2 separate regions of the Mus musculus genome follow, and region 2 is linked to region 1. Evidence: chromatin contacts called from public Hi-C data. All regions are on one chromosome and are shown on one strand. The core of a region is the stretch at or near the end of the contact, and the rest is flanking DNA. Distances in the headings are between cores, read along the strand shown. Region 1 overlaps Rad51b (RAD51 paralog B). Region 2 overlaps Rad51b (RAD51 paralog B).

Region 1 (2,838 bases), core at 300-2,799:
TTGTAGAAGCTGATGGTCTGAATTTAGGTTGTCGGGCTTGTACAGCCAGCACTTTACCCACTGAGCCATCTTCCCAGATTTCTTTATCTGATTTTGCACTGAACAACATGGAACTTGATTACTCTGATATTAGCATGCCTTGGTCTGATGAACTGAATCAGTAAATCATGAGGCCATGCATTTTCATGCAAAGAACTTTTCCTTGGAAGAACCAGGGAGCCATATAGGACTGATTTGAGTCTGACTCACGGTGCTGTTTAATCTGAGAAAAGCAGGATAATAATGTTGACTTGCCTGGGTTGAGAGGATGAAATAAGTTAAATAAATGTCAGACAGGCACTCAGTATGGAGTCTGTAGATAGGAAGAACTGAATCAAAGCTGGGTTCCATTCTCCCTTTCTGCATTTGGAATAGGAACCCAGAAGGGGACCTAGGGACCCAGAATGACATCAAATCCCTTGAAGTTTACACTGTAAGCAAGGATTTACAAAGATTAAAAAGACAAATCTTTATGATGAGTACCATCATAAATGGCTTGGCTCAACTGACTTCCCCTCTTTGGACTCCTTTGAGACCAAGAAATATTTCTGTTAAGTCTTGTTAAAAGAAAAATAACACATGTAGAGTAAGTCTTGCAGTGAGTTCCTTAATACTGATGCTGAAGTAGGTATATTAAAAACTGAGAAATTAGTTGAAGATAAATATTTGGGAAGTTATTCATGAAAGAGTTGAGAGTTCACCTGGATGCTGAAATACAAAATCTTAAGAAAGAGTGAAGGGAGGGGGATTTCAGACTGGGCCATTTGGGATGGGAAGAGTGAGAACCAGAGGAAGTGAACCATGAGACATAAACAGGTTCTAGAATGGCTGTCATAGCAAAGGTAATGTTCATTAAACACCTATCAGGTATCAGGCTTTTTAAGAGCATCTCACATGCTGTCCTTTGTCTTCACAATAGGGATAATTGCTAACCCAATTATGTAGCTCAGGAAAATAAGGCATAGAGAGAGCAAATGATCTACCTAAGTGTAGACCTGGTGTTTCACTACTGTTAAGAGAAGGGAGCCAGCCGGGCACTTGGGAAGCAGAGGCAGGCGGATTTCTGAGTTCGAGGCCAGCCTGGTCTACAAAGTGAGTTCCAGGACAGCAAGGGCTACACAGAGAAACCCTGTCTCGAAAAACCAAAGAAAGAGGGAGAGAGGGAGAGAGGGAGAGAGAGAGAGAGAGAGAGAGAGAGAGAGAGAGAGAGAGAGAGAGGCCAGGATGTTTGAGTCTGGAGCCTGCCTACCCCTCTAACCCATGATGGCTAGTTGACTTAGTTCTCAGTTTCCCTCATACACTAAGGATCAGTTAAGACCAGTCTGTGAATGAAAGTATAAAAGTGCCATTACTCATGTTAATGATGTCAGATGAGTGGTGCCAGAAAGCCAACTGAAAACGAGGGAGGGAAAGATGTAAGATATCGGCTTCAATATGTAGTTCTATTGGTAAGATGAGCCGGTGGACGTTGCACAGACCTAGTCATCACCTCCAGCAACTCTGAGGCCTGCCAGAGCCTCACATTTCCTCTCAGACTCTGCTCCAGATGGCTGTTTCCAGGTCACCAGAGTGAATGGCAGAGAGAAGAAACTGGTTTGTCATCTGGCATTGGGCCTTGTTCCTTAGGTGAGATGGGTCCTTGCCAGCCTGTAGCCTCTGACTGGGGGTTTGCTCACTAGTGGTCATGTTGGAGAGTGCCATACCAAGGGCTACTAGGTAAGTATTTGGCCACTTACTATATTTGTTCTTGACCTATTCTTCTTCTGTCTCTTCTTTGTTGACTCTGTCTGATTGTGTCTAATTTTCACTGTTTGTGTCTGTATCAATGTCTTCTAAATATGGATGTAGAAGCATGGAATCACTCTGCCTCAAAAATAAAATTGTCCATCTTTGAGGACATGAAATCACTTTTGTACATGAGTATCTGATAAAGCCGCTGACTTGGGGATTTCTAGGTAGACCAGTTAACCAACCTTTGAACAATGGCCGACAGAGTTTCATGCTACAGATTCACTCTGGAGATGGAGATAATTGGACCTGCCCCGTCAGTGAGCCCATGCTGGTTAGGATGCCACACCACTTAATTGGGAACATAGAGATAAGGCAGGGATATTAGCACTGCTCTGCGCCCCACAGGACGTATCTGAGGTTCCTCTGAGCTTAGCCCCTGTCTACAATAAGCATACATTAGGCTGGAGGATCAAAGTTGGTGTTGATGAAGTTGGACTCCCCCCAAGAGTTATATCTTCAGTCTCTTTGGGGAGCAAATGACTCAATAGAACGATTTTTCTTGGCCCCAAATGAGTGTAAGGAGGGGGAGTGAGTGAGTAGCAGCCGTCTATGATGGTACTTATCACAAAGCCGTGTCTTTCTAACCCTCCTTGCAAACCGAAGGGAGGGGAATCCCCAGCACCAAGGCATACACGTGAATAGAAAGCACCACAAGTAACAAAAACACCGAAAAAGGTCATCAGAAACTCGGGGCGGGAGGGGGCTGGAAATTCACCTCCCTGCCTGTCTGAAGAGCTCAGTAGGCAGGGATGAGGAAGTGGGCAAAGACAGCCGAACAAACTTCATGCACAGTGACTGCCACAGAAAATGCACAGAACAGCTGGTAGGAAAGTTTCTTTCACATCCGTGTGAACCCCAGAGCCATCTGAAAATGGGCCACCTTCTTTTCCATACCTAGGTAGCCAGCCTTTCTTGGCCCCGTGCTAACTGCAAAATTTGATATAGTTGGTAAATAGACCACTGGAAGCCACAGTGGTTACCCTGTCACAAGTAACCAAGAGACTGTGT
Region 2 (3,031 bases), core at 318-2,817, 110 kb after region 1:
CACCCGGAACACACTCATTATCCTAAAATGTTACCTCATAAGTCTTTACTGTTATGTCAACTGATGTCTGAGATGCGGGACACATTACACAGGTTGGTGGTCTTGATTGCTCTCCTGACTCTGGTCATTTTTGGAAAACCCGTAGTTCTATCCCATTTCTGGATAAACAGTGGCTGTGAGGAAGACGGAAATTGCTTTGCTTAAGAATTCATATTTTGCAGATGTATCCTGACTGCCTACTACCCACTGAAACCAGTTCCCCCAGTTAAAAAGACTCTGCTGGTATCAGCTTCTCTCCCTTGTCAGTTTCCTCTCTGCCATGAGGTCGCTTTCTAAAACTACTTGACTAACCCTCAAAGATCTGGATGCCTCTAGGGAAGTAGAGAATGTTGAAGCAAGATTACCTCATTGTCTAAAAGTACCTTCAGCCCTTAGACCTATGCACTTGGACACACACAAACACACACACACACACACACACACACACACACACACACACACACACACACACACGGAGGCTGGTTATCTACACATTGTTGGGACCGTACAATATACCATCTAGTGTTCACTGTGAATGTGGTACATAGAAGAGCTTTCCTCTCTTCTATGCCCCTAATTTGTTGTGAGCCTTGTGTTGGGGTGTTGGGGGACATCTATTCCTCCCATGTATGCACAACCCTCCAAAAGGGAAGTCTGGCAGCTTCTCCTAACCTTGGTTCAAGGAGACCATGTTACATATGTCAAACAAAGGTAGGCCACTCTGAGGGAGCACTCGAAAGGCTCTGGCAAGGCCACTGGGAGGCCTTCATGGACCGGAGCTCCTCACAGATCCACATCTACTCCTCTCCCCTGCTCAGTGCCTTTAGGGGCACAGACTTGTGTGCCGCCCACATTCCATTCTCTCCATACAAGAGTGTATACTGATTCCTATCAGTCATTCTGCTTCCCAGAGGGGCAATTGAGATGGGTGGGAGGAAAGCATAACAATAAATCCTCACATTCATGCTAGGTGATAATTAAAAGCATTCTCCACCGCTGTTTGCTTGCTCTTAGATGCCAGAAGGAAGGCAGCTGGGCCAGCAGAGAGGCCTGAACTCAGGCCTCAACAATGGCTGCAGCAAGGTGGGCTACAGTGGCTAAGTCTCTCCCTCTCCCTCTCCCTCTCCCTCTCCCTCTCCCTCTCCCTCTCCCTCTCCTTCTTCCTCTCCCTCTCCCTTTCTCCCTCTCCCTCTCCCTCTCCCTTTCTCCCTCATTCCCTCCCTCATTCCCTCCCTCCATCTTTCCCTCCCTCATTCCCTCCCTCCATCTCTTCATTTATCAGCTATACGTACAACCCCAGAGTTAGAGACACCTGAGGATGTCTGTCTCCTGTCCCTTTTACTTATCCTGACTCCCTGAGTGTTCCTTAGTCAGTGACAGCAAGAGCTGGACCTCTTGGATGCTGAACCACTTTAGTGCCTTGAAGAACTTCAGGCCAAGGAGCATAACAGAGGAAGGCGCCTTAATGAGAGTCCCTAAATGACGGACCTGGCCCATTCTAGCCCTGACCTGTTTTATGCCACAAACTGTCAGCTGTCCCTCCTCCACCCTCTCTGGATGTTTTGGGTGGCGCCTCTGACAGCAGCTCCAGACAGATGAGTTATGGCCACTCTGAAAAAGCACTCACATCTCTCTTCCCCTTGGGAGCTAGGACGAGGATAAAGTCAGCAGACAACATTTTTAAACACTGGGCCAAAGGGCATTCTGCAGAGCTGTGTCTCCAAGATGAAAAGGATACAGAGCCTGTGTCACAAGACACTGAAGATTTCCCAATGCAAACGCACCTGGGCCATTGCAAACAGAAATGCAAACTCCTGCTACGTGTTTGTGCTAGGGGGCTGGGGGTGAAGGCGGGGGGACGACAGTGCCAGTAGAAGTTCTGGTGTCTTAGATTTGGGGTTTGAATCCTGGAACTCCATATTCAACACCTTAAAGGGTTAATCAGGTGATTCTGATGTGAGAAACATTTGACCCAACCCCATGTCCTGCTATTGTGAGTGGCCCAGTCCATCTCTCACAATTAACTTACATTTTTACACAGGACATTCTAAGAAAACTACAGTGAGCTTGTGTGTCATCTCCTAGCTGTTGACATTCTGCCTCACCTGCTTCTGGCTTACTGTCATTATCCACCTAGTTTGTGATATCATGACGTTGTTACTGTCTTTGTGGCACCATTTAACAGCACGTTGTAGATGTCATAGTCTTCCATCCCCTGAGACTTTCATTTGTCTCCCAAGAACAACAATTTCTCTTATACAGCCAGCCATACTACATTTATTCTTTCACCCAGGAAATTAATATTGATACAACACTGTAATGTAATATAAGGGCAATATTTAAGCTTTGCCAGGTGTCCCAGTAATGTTGCTGTGGCAGGCCTTCTAGAGTTCAGTCCAGGATTAGACACTGTGTTTAGCTGAAGTGTCGCTGAAGATCTTTTGGTCACTGGTTTCACAGAAACATTTTTCTTCAAGAACATACTTCCTGATAAATCCTCTCTCTCTCTCTCTCTCTCTCTCTCTTTTGCCTCTTGGCCTTGCCTCTTGCAGAGCCAGTGAGCTGATGCAGGTATGAAGTAGGAACTGCTCACGTAGGTCTAAACTAAACGTAGTAGGTTTCAACTAAACGTGAAGGGACTGGCTACCAGACCTGGGATTTCCATTTCTTTGTGAGCTGAGTTCCCAAAGTCAAAGCATAGCTGTCAGAGAGTCCCCTTGCTTTTCAGCTGAGTGGGTTATCACATGGCTCTCTCATTATCCAAACTAAGGCCTGAAACATGTACAGCTTCTATATATTTCCTGCGTCTTAAGTCTTCCTAGGAAGAGTAACTGATAAAGGATATGCCTTTTTTTTTTTTAACCTTTTCCAGCTCTCTTCAAAGGCAGTTGTCTGGATGTCCATGTCTGAGGAATTTCTCTCACCCCAGCAGTCAGGGTTCCAACCAACCTGATGTCAGACTAGACAGCTGTGTTCCTTCTCCATTAGCCCG

Evidence for each region. Hi-C and Micro-C count contacts between places; a contact is called where the count stands out from the background.
Region 2: a Hi-C map of the N1E-115 cell line shows a contact between it and region 1, with 5 times the contacts expected there. The contact joins two enhancer-like sites. A contact is called at or near these places in 11 of 484 Hi-C or Micro-C datasets (the MNK3 cell line, the N1E-115 cell line, bone marrow-derived dendritic cells and 6 more), 9 of 115 datasets of contacts at active chromatin or transcription factors (the 230-238 cell line, Th17 cells, bone marrow-derived dendritic cells and 5 more) and 1 of 9 other capture datasets (embryonic stem cells).

Annotation. Positions count from the first base shown.
Region 1 is chr12:79,644,267-79,647,104 of GRCm38.p6, forward strand. All of the region lies in intron 7 of Rad51b (RAD51 paralog B), which reads left to right. Among named protein-coding and RNA genes, the nearest start is that of Gm36048, 150 kb to the right of the region's middle. Within about 2 kb of position 1,550, at least 114 of the 459 cell types and tissues checked have an H3K27ac peak or open chromatin away from gene starts, as enhancers often do. A contact at or near this core is called in the N1E-115 cell line, bone marrow-derived macrophages and microglia, where this site is marked.
Region 2 is chr12:79,754,919-79,757,949 of GRCm38.p6, forward strand. The region is part of intron 8 of Rad51b (RAD51 paralog B); the gene reads left to right. Among named protein-coding and RNA genes, the nearest start is that of Gm36048, 43 kb to the right of the region's middle. Within about 2 kb of position 1,568, at least 26 of the 459 cell types and tissues checked have an H3K27ac peak or open chromatin away from gene starts, as enhancers often do. A contact at or near this core is called in the N1E-115 cell line, bone marrow-derived macrophages and microglia, where this site is marked.